2 separate regions of the Mus musculus genome follow, and region 1 is linked to region 2. Evidence: chromatin contacts called from public Hi-C data. All regions are on one chromosome and are shown on one strand. Each heading gives the region's core, a stretch centred on a gene start, on an enhancer-like site or on the middle of the called end of the contact. The rest is flanking DNA. Distances are from core to core; before and after follow the strand shown. Region 1 has its middle 100 kb from the start of Spry2. Region 2 has its middle 26 kb from the start of Gm6145.

Region 1 (6,346 bases), core at 2,355-4,854, 330 kb after region 2:
GAAATCCTCCTGCTTCTGCCTCCTGTGTGCTGAGATTAAAGGCGTGTGCCACCATGCCTGGCTGCTGTCTGCTTTTTATATAGGCTTAGAGATGTGAAATCCGTGCTGGGCAGTGGTGATGCACTCCTTTAATCCCAGTACATGAGAGGCAGAGGCAGTGGGGCCAACCTGCTCTACAGAGTGAGTTCCAGGTCCTGACCACAAGCTGAAGTTAACAGAAGTAAAATTAAGGAGAGCAGAGACTTAGTGAAAGATAAAGTTAGCATGCAAGAAGGTCCTGAGTTTCAAATCCTATTCTTCTTTCTGTAAAAAGATAGTTATTCTCATCTTGCTGAAATACCAAATTCAGCCTACAGACAAGATGCATGCTCTATTTGCAAATCATATGGTTTTGTGTGGAAGCCATGGTACATGGGCTGGAACACAAAAGCTGAGATGCTAAGAAATTCAAAATTTTCAGTTTAAGTTTTGTTGGCAAGTCATAGAAGACTTTATTAAGGGTTATACCTTTAGCTACTAGCTTGCTATAGGGTAGAACCAAGAGCTTTCATAATTAAAGAATACTTTTATGGGTATTCAGTGCATTAATATATGCTACATATGTCTAGGATCTCTCAGGGGCCAGAAGACGGTGTCAGTACCCTGGAGCTGGAGTTACGGGCTGTGTTAAGCTGCCCAACATGGGTCCTGGGAACCACATTCAGTTTTCTAGCAAAGTCACAAGAGTTTTTAGCAGCCAAACTCTAAAAGTGACTCTCTAGTACGCATTTTTCATTTCCAAGTCAAGAGTATTGCCAACAAAACCCAACCATGCCTGGCTAAAATTAGCTTATTTCTTCATGTCTTTGATCTATCTTATTCTACACTGTCAGAAACTAAAGCAGCCGGCAACTAGACAATGAAGTCAGACCTTGCCTCATCTCAGATGTGCAATGGAGTGGGGATAGACCATTGAAATCCTTCACTGAAAGTTTCCCCAGTTACAGTTTCTCTGGAAATGATTAGAGAACACTTCTGAGTTCAATTCTGTTCTGTCTCACCTCTGAGGATTCATTGCCGTTATACTGTTTTCTCCCACCAAAGTAAACTGGCTGTTGGAGGGAGTGATAGTTAAAGACTATTCGTGACGTAAAGAACAGCACACTGGGCTTATCTTCCAAGTAGATATCATTAAGGATGGTGAGGCCATGGCATTTGGGAGGGAGGGACAGCATTTCAGATAGATATAGGCTTATGTTTAGGAAGTGGATACTGAAGACAATTTTGTGAAATCACCTGTTAATGGTTTCGTCCTCTACCACAGCAGTTTCCTTTATCCAACCATCAGTTGCCACGTGAAGAAAATGTGAGTTCTTTGGGAAGTCTACCTTACCACTAATCTGTGAATAAGTCTCATTGGGAGAACAAAACTTTTATACTATTCTTAAAACGTCTAGATAAATTGGCCTTCTAGACTCAATACCTTCTCCCATTTATTTTGGCAACTCAAGGAGAGTTTTTACACCAGTCACATAAATACAATGCTCAGATCTCTTCCTGAAAACAAAACAAACAAACCTCTTCACATTTTGTCTTGTAAGCAAAGGGTTTGATTAATCCCTATAATTTCTCTTCCCTTATTATTTCAACAACACAGTGTATTCTGCCGTTCTCCCTCATCACTGTATAGGAATAGCTATTGCCATGGACTTAAATGGCTAGATGATAACCTCACCAGCCACTATACTGCAGTTCTCCTCTGACTCCATCTCTATTGGGGTCAGTTGACACAAACGTCCTCTTCCCTGCCTTTTCTACCTTGGCCTTCCAGACTGTTTTAGTCAGGGTTTGTATTCCTGTACAAAAACATCATGCCCAAGAAGCAAGTTGGGGAGGAAAGGGTTTATTCAGCTTACACTTCCACATTGCTATTCCTCACCAGAGGAAGTCAGGACTGGAACTCAAGGAGGCCAGGAAGCAGGAGCTGATGCAGACTTGATCACTAATTGAGAAAATGTCTTACGGCTGGATGTCATAGAGGCATTTCCTCAAGGGAGGTTCCTTTTTTTATAACGCTAGCCTGAGTCAAGGTAACACACAAAACCGGCCAGGACACAGACCTTGTTTCAGTGATGTTTGATTGATTCTAAATGCTTCTATCTGGTCTCTTTGTTCCTTTATGCTCCCCCAAGTTTCACCCATGCAATTTCCCTTTACCTTTGACTTTAAGTGAAGCGATCCTTACTGTAAAATGTTTTATAAATTGTAAAGAGCTCCTCTGTTACTGATAATCCCAAGAAATTACCCCCCTTTTCCACTAGTATTTTTTTTTAAATATTATTATTTTTTGTTTTTTTTGTTTTTTTTTTCCAAACAGGGTTTCTCTGTATAGCCCTGGCTGTCCTGGAACTCACTTTGTAGACCAGGCTGGCCTCGAACTCAGAAATCCGCCTGCCTCTGCCTCCCGAGTGCTGGGATTAAAGGCATGTGCCACCATGCTCAGCTTAATATTATTTCTTTATGTGTATGAGTGTTTTGCCTATATGTATGTCATTGTACTACATGAGTGCCTGTCTGGTATTTGTGGAGGTCAGAGAAGGGCATTGGATTCCCTGGAACTGGAGTTATAGATGGCTATGAGCTGCCCTGTGGGTGCTGGGAACCAAGCCTGGGTCCTCTGGAAGAGCGTTAGTGCTCTTGTCTTGAGTAGAACTTTGTGGCAATATACGACTTTCATCTCTGGTTGGAAATTTTACTTTCCCAGGTGTGTTCTTTATCTGACTGTCCAGCAGTACTGCCCTTCTTTTCCTCCCATGCTTCATTCATGAGGAATTGTCTGGTTTATTTTGAGACTCTGGAATATATAATCTCTCCTTGATCCTTCTCCAACCCCAAAATAATTTTTTTTTTTAAAAGTCATTTCTTATTTGTCAACTGGAGATGCATATTCTAAAGCAACAATTAATTCTAGAAAGCAGATGAAAAAGTTTTGCCTCAACACAATGCCCATTTTTAGCTAACAACATTTGTTTGATATAAGATAACAGACAAAAATATAATGCTAGATGTTTAGGGAATTACTGGTAGTGTCCCTTGGGACTCAAACCATCCTTACTTGGTTCTGAATTAGGACTGCACTTCTCATAGCCTGTATGTTTTGCACGGCCCTGGGGAAAGTAGAGAATCTAGAAACACAAGGATTCGTGTGGGGGTCTTAGACTCAGGAAAGTCTTTTCATTGTGTTACCTTTGGAGATTTCCTCTCTGACAGGATTGCCTAAAGGGATGAGAAATTTATTATTCATAGAGGTATCCAAAAAGAAGGTGGGGTTTGAATCTAAGGCAGATAATAATCATTCAAAATCATTACCCAAAGAGAAGGAGACTCTGAGGAAAGGAAAATGATTTTCAAATAGCACAGCATGACCGCAGGAACGAGACAGAATAATTAAAGTCAAGCCATCTCATCAGGAAAGAAACTGGTCCAGAGCGATGTGATTTATTTTCTAGACCTCGCTTCCTTAACTCATCTCTTAAATTATGGCATCCTCCAGATGTCCATTCCCGATCCACTGTTCTCACGCTGTGGACTCTCTGAGAGTGACCTCATTTCCTCTCATGAGTTTAGTTCCTGATGACTCAGTTCTCTATCTTTATCCTTGACATTTCATACAGAGTCATCCATCTGTCTACTCCATGACTCTCATAGCATTCTCTTAAAGCCCCCCAGTCAACTCCTATAAAGCAGCAATTATTCTCACCACCACAAATCTCACCCAGCCCAGCCTTCTGCCTAACACTTTATTCATATTATTCCTTTTTGTTTATTGTGTTTGCATGTGCTAAAGCCAGGCTATAAAACATCATCTTAGATATATTAAAATCCTAATTAACAACAAATCCTTATGAACTTTAACCCTTCCCCAAGAAATAACCCTTTCCTTTCTGTCACATTTTTGTTTTGGTTACAACCCCTACTATTTTGCTCTAAATGATGATAATGATATCTTTAATGACCTGTGTTCATTAACATTTGCAATGGCACCAGTACAACATGTAATTAACTTAATATGATTTTCCACATATTTAGGAATATTTCTATAACCAGGAAGGTAGAAACAGAATCTGTGAGAAGCAATGGCATGCAGTCAGCTAGCCAAGGTGGTGGATCAGAACAATATGCAGAGTACACCACCATTACAGCGTGTGTCACAGTCATCTCGGGCCTGAAAGGTACCCTCGGCTGTGTTGTTGCTGAGCAGCATAACTAGAAGTCCTTCTATACTACTTCCTCAAGCTCGAAAGTCCTGAGTGAAAGTATCAAACTGATAGTTTGATACAATATGGTAATATCATAGATATTAGTAGATAGGGGAAAAATCCTCATTTTTGGGGGGGGGGTAGTTATCATGATGCACAATGACATCTACTTTCCTGAAACTTCACATGCACACAATTTCTATTAACTGGAAATACTGAAAATTGGATAGTAGTAGTAGTACTAGTAATTTCTAATTAGTAGGATCTTCTTCCAGTCATTCAGTCATTTCTGCTTTAATCACTCTTTAACAAAAACAAAAGAAAACAAAAGGCAAAGGAAGAAAAACAAAAAGGCACTAGTTAGAAAACTGTCGGTAAGGGCTGGAGAGGTGGCTCAGGTTAAGAGCACCGACTGCTCTTCTAGAGGTACTGAGTTCAATTCCCAGCAACCACATGGTGGCTCACAACCATCTGAAATGGGATCCAATGCCCTCCTCTGGTGTCTCTGAAGACAGAGACAATATACTCATAAAATAAATAAATAAATCTTAAATGAGAGAGAGAGAGAGAGGGAGAGAGAGAGAGAGGGAGAGAGAGAGAGAGGGAGAGAGAGAGAGAGGGAGAGAGAACTGATGGTAAGATCTATTCCAGAAATCTGAAGTACACTTTTATAAAAAGTGTGATGGAATAGGCAAATCTAAGTTAGAAAATAGAAACAAACAAGTGCTGGGGAGGTGGCTCAGCAGGTAAGAGTGCTTGCTTCCCAAGCATGGTGACCTGAGTTGGTTTCTTAGACACAGGTTAAAAAAGAAAAAGCTAGGTACATTTAAAACAAAACAGTGTAGTGATGCGAATGTTTAAGGCCAGGTACCTATGGTGATGTGGGAGGTGGAGACCAGCGCACTAGTAGGGTAGGAAGCACTCAGGCCAGTTAACTTGGAGCATGTTGGACAACAGAAGCAACAGCTGTGCCTAAAAGTTGTACCTGGCCATTTTCAGACACGCCGCAGTTCACATGCACCCGAAATTATTCACACCCCCTCCCCCACAGTGAATGAATGAATAAATGCATGCATATAGACATACCTACATAAATGCATGTATACCTATATAAATATATAAATACATACACGAATACATACATACATTATATAATACATACATAAATGCAATTTGAAAATAGAAAGTAGAGACAACATATGTTCAACTTACAGAAGCATGGGATGAGATAGCACAATTGAAAGTGGTGTTGACACTTCCTTATCCAGCAATATACTGTGAGAAAAATCTAATATTTGGATGGATATAATTTATATTCTTGTAAACATTTCATGAAGATGTATAAGTAGGAGACTATGTGATTCTGGGATTTGGAGGGCAGTGCATCATTGGAAATATGTTTTTGTTACTCGTGGGGATGGTTAGATGTCTTTAAGTTGACAGGTATCACGGGGGTCTGCCGTGAGGAGGTATGCAAAGCCTGAATGTCCAGTTAAAAAGGATATCAGAAAAGTAGGCTTTCATGCTTCTAGGAGTCACCTCAGACCTAGGGACAGTAGACCATGTCACATCAATTAGTAAAGACTTAACAACTGGTTCTCTTGGGGTAACATTAATCCTGCCAAACTGTAAGTGATTTCAGCCTGCTTCTATGAAGGTATTTCTACTCTCCTGACCCATCAGTTTCCAGACCTTCTTATTTCAAAGATCTTTTTCTCATGCAATATACCTACTTGCTGTTGTCACACCCTGGACTGTTGTCTTTCCTTATGACCTTTTAACATATTATGAAACAATGAAGCTACTACAAGCAGCATTTATTTGCTATGTAATATGTAGTAAACCCCAGCAAGCTTAGCATATGCTTCAGAGACAAACGGGGTCATTGATCATGTCTGATTGTATAAAGCACTTATTACTTACAAATGTAGTAAAGAAAAAGGTGATTAAAAAGTAGAAAGTTTTGAAATTTTAGTTTGTTATAAAATCAGCGACCTTCAAAAATGGTATAGGAACAAGAATCAAGGATGACATTCTTGCGTGCGCTCAACTGGCCAGGAAGAATGACGCTGCTACAGGATCCTTCTGCACACATTTATTCAGTCCTG
Region 2 (5,798 bases), core at 1,281-3,780:
GGTGAAACACTGTTAGAATTAAGTGAATGAAATGAGGAAACTGATTCCATATTTTTTCAAAAGAAATGAGGAAGGGGAGAAAAACAAGGAGGAAAGGCGCAATGGGAGAAGATGCTGTGATAGGTTTAGTAGGTTTGAGCGGTGTATTTTTCACAAATGCTATGTTATTCATTATGGAATTCATCATTGGGGTACTCTGAAGCTTCTCGAACAACCTCTCATCTTGGCTCATGAGTTCCAGTGCAGGTTTCTGGAGATTTATTGGTGACAGCTTTTTCTTCCAAGAGAGTATGTCTCACTTGGCTTCCATCCATCATACACACTTCTGACCATTCTTCCTTGCATCAAACTCTCTCTTGAGATGCACAGAAGCCAGAGAGTTCAGTTGGTGCTGTGTTAGCCTCAATAATTTTCTGATTATTTTAGCAGTGCTGGGGAAAAATATGAAGTAAAAGTTTGTCTTAAGAATCTACCCTTTTCTAAATTATAGGTGATGGGACACAATAATAAGTCAGTACTGGCAAGGGTAGATGAGGGGGACAAAAATTCTAAGCCAGTGTGACATTCACAATGAGACTTGTCTCAAAACCAAAACAAATAAAAAACAAATAAACAAACAACAACACAAACGTTTATACTTCCAGGGAACTACTTCAAATACACTCACATTTTTAGAGCTTAACTTAGTCACATTTAAAAGAACATTATTTACATTGTTCAAAATTCACAATTGCCTATAGTTTCCAGACAGAAATAAATTATTCTCAAACCCTGTGGATACAGGGGCTTTGAAATAGACCAATGTGCCATGGAAACATTTTCTGTTGCATTAGTCCACAGGATAAGGAAATGTTCTAGACCAGTCCCTCTTGTGCATATCAAATACACAGACTGTGGGACTCCTGGATGCCATCCAACCCAACCTGCCACATTGCCCTGAAATAGTGTCACACTTTTCAAATTCTCCTATGAAAAGTTTACCTTAGAAATATTTTGTCTGAGTTCACCCAAGGAATTGAGATCACAATGCCCTGAGAAACGTGCTGTGTACAAGGTCTGTGACCAATGCACCAAAAACTCTAATCACCGTCAAACAGAACCTTCTAAATCTGCAGAACTGTGGGATTCGGATGCCCACACACACACAGGAGGAGTAAAGAGATTTCTCTAGCCTTGCCTGTCATCAGTCTTCCTGTTTTAACTAAAGTTTTTGTATCAGACTCAGGGACATGTACAGGGACATGTGAGTTTAAACGGGGTTACATTGTGTCACTGAAGTATCTCTCTATTCCTACGTTTTTCTCCTCACATCCAGTGGCATAGATGATTTGATCTGGATTTGTTTTTCACTGGAGATAAAGAGTATCTTTCGGAAACGTCAAGACAGCTTGTACAGGTTTAATATCAGGGGATAGTAAGATTAATGACAATAAAGAAAATACCAGGAACTGATAACACAACAGACAGACCTGAGTTGGATCAGTGATGTGCAGATGGAGGAGCCAGTTGTGCGGGATGGAAGGACGGGGTGGGAAGGAACAGTGCAGGAGGCAAAGGTTCTCTACCTCTGCTTTTCCTGTGTTTGTGAGTGTGGGCTGCAGTGGGCAGCAGCACCAAGAAAAGGGACTCAGTGTAGAGAAAACTAGTTGTTAAATGACCCTTAGGATCCAGCCTGTTAGAATCATAAAGGCAGCCTCAGTCAGAAAGGTAGGCAAGCCTCCCTCCAGCTCCAGCGGAGGTGCGAAGGAGCATAGCTGTGGGTCCTGGAAACCCGTGTTTGCACCGGACATTATTAGTATTTGAATTGGATGGTGGAGGGACAAGTGCATCTGAACTTATTAAAACACCTTACAGATGTTACGTTTTGATCCCTCTACTTAAGGCCATTTTGTCTGTATTATAAGACAGATTTAAAAAAAAACAGATTAAAGTCATTTCCCATTAAGTTCCTTAACTATTCTGAGAATTCTATGAAGCTCCAGAAGAAGTCCTCCAATTAATCCCTTTGTACCATCAAAGACTTCTATCCGCTATATTCTACTTTAATTATTTGCAAAAAATAGTTTAGGTACAGATCTTACTAGGAAAGCACTCCTCACTACTCTTTCCTTGTGCATACAGAACCCTCTCTCATAAAAATTGTGTTTATTTATTTGGTTGGTTTTTCCCTTCAGAGTCAAGCAGGCTGAAGTGAACCCATCTCATTTACCAAATAGACTTCATTTCAGGGTTACCTTGGCCGGGGCACATTAATTCTGATTAGCTAGGATTTTTGAAAATGAGTCAGCTCAAGATAAATGAAGCCTCCTGCCTAAAACCAATCGAGCTTGGCTGGGCAGGGGCTTGCTTTTCTTGCCTCTCTCTCCCCTCTCTTCCTGCCAGATTGTCTGAGAGTGCGCTGCGCTCAGGGATGGCCACCAGGGATAGCTTCAGCTCATTAACTTGCAGGAAGCTCTTCATAGGCATCACGCTTCCCTCATCTCCCGCGGAGGGTGCACTCGAGGTTTGAGCCGAGGTTTGAGCGTGGGGTGGGAATGGAGGCGTTTCCGTGCTATTTTGGTTTCTTCTACTGACTGGCTGCTCAGCTGTTCATGAGTCACCCTAACCTCAAAATCTGTCATTAGAACAGAAATAATGGCACCTATTTTCTGTGCCTGCCTGAATTGCATGAAGACATTATTCATATTTCTGAAATCCATGTGAGAATTAGTCAAGGTTAGATGTAAGGAAAAATTTTAATGTCATTGCTATTAAGTTATGATTTGTGTTTGTCTTTCAGACTTTGAGAATTCTCTGTACTGAAAAGTTAAGAATGAAAAGAGGTCTTGGGGTAAAATTTGGTATATTTGACAAGATAGTTCAAGAATACATATTTTTTCAAGATCTCTATCTATTTATCCACCATTTACCTTTCTATATAATACATTAGAACTTTTAAACTGTTATATATATATAATGCTGGGTTTTTATTCTCATGACAAATCTGAAAGGATAGTAATTTTAACTGCTGTCATTTTCTCCTGTTCCCATCTTTGTCCTACTTCTGAGACATAACCATACAAATAGATCAACACAACCAGACCTGTCTTAGCTACCATGCCACCATGAAGTGAGAAGCTGACATTAAGGCTTTGGGATGTAAAAGTCGTGGGGGTCGGGGTGGGGCAGTGGTCAGTAAACCGATTTTACCTGGATTGGGCAAGATGGTAGAACATTCCAGACCTTTGCAGAGACTGGAAATACCTGACCTATTCTTATGCTTTTAGAAAAGGGTCTCACTATGTAATTCATGCTGACCTTGAATTCATGGCAATCCTCCTGCCTCAGCCTCAGAACTTATTTATTCAAATGTTTACTTAATGACACGTTCTTGAGTAGCCTGTGCTGAATTAGACACTAGGGATGCCACTTACAGAAGACACTTGCCATAGGAGACCACACTTTAGAAAGAAGATACTAATGGAATATGGAAACAGTGTAACTCCCATGATATTTAGGAGATTCTCACTCAAATGTTGCAGATAAATGGTTCCTAAGGCAACTATTTGGAACCTCGAAGGGAAGGAATTCAGCTAATAAGGAGAAGAAAGCTCATCTATATCTTAAATATATTTTTCCTACAGCTTGTCTTGCCTACTTTAGTTGGTCTTTTTAATTTGTGAGTTTAATTTATTGTTGTTTCTGTTCCTTTATACTTACAAAGAAAATCATTAGAGGACATGGTTTTGTTTCTTAAAACATTTTATCTATAGTTGATATATTTATGAATTGTAGCTCTTAGCATTATACAATGTATGCTGTGTAGCCTTTGGTAGGGGATCATACGCAAATGTCAAAATTATGACATCATTTCACTTTTTTCTTTCAATATCCAGCTAGCTTACATGGCAGGTTTGTGTGTACAGCATATATCTGGAGAGACTATATCCAGATATTCTTTATCATATTAAGCTTCTTACACAGATTGTTGTATACTCAACCATTTGTTAGGAGTGTTTTACAAAGGCTCTGCTTGCTTGCTCCTCCTGGTCCACCCTTTTAAGGTTCCTTTCACATTGAGCAGTCTGTATTACTGATTCTTACCAATCCACTTCTGCCAGTCAGAACGGTCTTTGTGAAAAGCCTCTACGAACAAACAAAAGGAATCAATCAGATACCTGCTTTTCACTCTTCCCATCTTCTTAGGGTTTCCATTGCTGTGAAGAGACAGCATGACCAAGGCAACTCTTTTAAAGGACAACATTTCATTGGAGTTGGCTTACAGGTTCAGAGGACCAGTCCATGAAAACCAAGGCAGCTTTTAGGCAGGCATGGTGCTGGAGGCGCCGAGGGTTCTGCATCTGCAGGTTATCAGAAGACTCTGAATCATAGTGACCAGACTTAAACATACATATGAGACCTCAAAGCCATGCCTCCACAGTGACAAACTTCCTCTAACAAGGCCACACCTCCTCCAATAAGGCCTCCTCATAGTGCACTTTCCGTGGGCCAAGCATATTCAAACCACCACACAGGGTCCTAAAGAGGATAGTCTCAAGAATTAGCATTCTTCTGCCTAGAAGGGGCTCAGGTATGCAGCACCTCCCATTCCTGCACAGAAAAGATGGAGCGTAGTGCTGAGCCTCTGAGCAGGACTTCCCAACTCTGTTGCTGGAGTCACCAACTCATAACCTTGGTTCCTGATTGGATCAAGTATCACAGGTCTTGCTCCTCCTAAGCAGGACTGCCTGGTTATTGGCCTCCATCACATGACCTACATGGAGCAAGGACCTTTTTATCTTGGTGCTGTACTTTCTCTTCTGAAGATGCATTCAGAGAAAAGTAGAATTCTGGTTACTATTATCACAAATGTTCTGCTCATTAAGGCAAAATAAAGAAAAATATATTTTTATTCTAACTAGATCATGGGGATCGATATGCAAAGTTACTTTTAGATTTACCTAATAGTGTCATCTATAAGGCACGTCATCTCAATTTCAAACATTAAGTAGAATGTTTTGCTGTCTTTAGAAACTAGTTCATGATGATAATTTATGCGAAATCCCATACACATTTTGATGCTTTATTTTCATTCCTCAAAATAAGATGATGATAAACAAGTCAGACACATGTATAGAAATTGATAGAAATCAGGTAGTTTTTAAAGTTCAGATAACTATCAACTCTATTTCTAATTCATGGGATTTTCATCCTCCTTTGAACATTTTTCTCCTCGTTACAGCATCTTTGTTCTCCTCAGATGTTTGTTTCTTGCTAAAATCATTAGCACCACTCCCCAACCGAACATTTTTCAACTCACCACTTAAATCTCATCAAGAGGTTAAACCAAATTACAGAAGAGGAAAACTATTCTTTTGTAATTAGAAGAAAATAAAGGAATACTATCTTAGCAGCTCAGATTAATCAGGATCAAATTAACCTTGCATAGTCTTGCTCTGACATAACATCGAGGCTTCTGACCTGTCCCCGTGACCAAGTGTCCAGCTTTATTGCCAGCAACTGAACACTGGACACAGTTAGCCATCCTTGGGTTTCCCCTGGATAAACTACTCACGCTTTTCATTCCTTCCTTTATCTCCAGATTCCGTTCTTATTCTCTTTAAGTACTGCTGTCCCAGTTACCAACTCTTCATTAGTCAATGCTTCTTTCCTTCCATCTAATCAGACATCCTGGTGCTACGTGATGTCTGTCTACATTTCTGCCTCTCACCCAATTTTATTTTTCCCATCATCGTGCTCTCTGACTCCTGAGCTACTTCCTCTGCACTCTGCCTTATCCATTCACAAGTTGACTAACA

What was found. A called contact is a pair of places that touch in the nucleus more often than the background predicts.
Region 1: a Hi-C map of adipose-derived mesenchymal stem cells shows a contact between it and region 2, with 2.2 times the contacts expected there. The contact joins two enhancer-like sites. A contact is called at or near these places in 3 of 484 Hi-C or Micro-C datasets (adipose-derived mesenchymal stem cells, cortical neurons and muscle stem cells).

Annotation. Positions count from the first base shown.
Region 1 is chr14:105,996,422-106,002,767 of GRCm38.p6, forward strand. No RefSeq gene overlaps it. Among named protein-coding and RNA genes, the nearest start is that of Spry2, 100 kb to the left of the region's middle. Within about 2 kb of position 3,605, at least 25 of the 459 cell types and tissues checked have an H3K27ac peak or open chromatin away from gene starts, as enhancers often do. A contact at or near this core is called in adipose-derived mesenchymal stem cells, where this site is marked.
Region 2 is chr14:105,666,696-105,672,493 of GRCm38.p6, forward strand. No RefSeq gene overlaps it. Among named protein-coding and RNA genes, the nearest start is that of Gm6145, 26 kb to the left of the region's middle. Within about 2 kb of position 2,531, at least 84 of the 459 cell types and tissues checked have an H3K27ac peak or open chromatin away from gene starts, as enhancers often do. A contact at or near this core is called in adipose-derived mesenchymal stem cells, where this site is marked.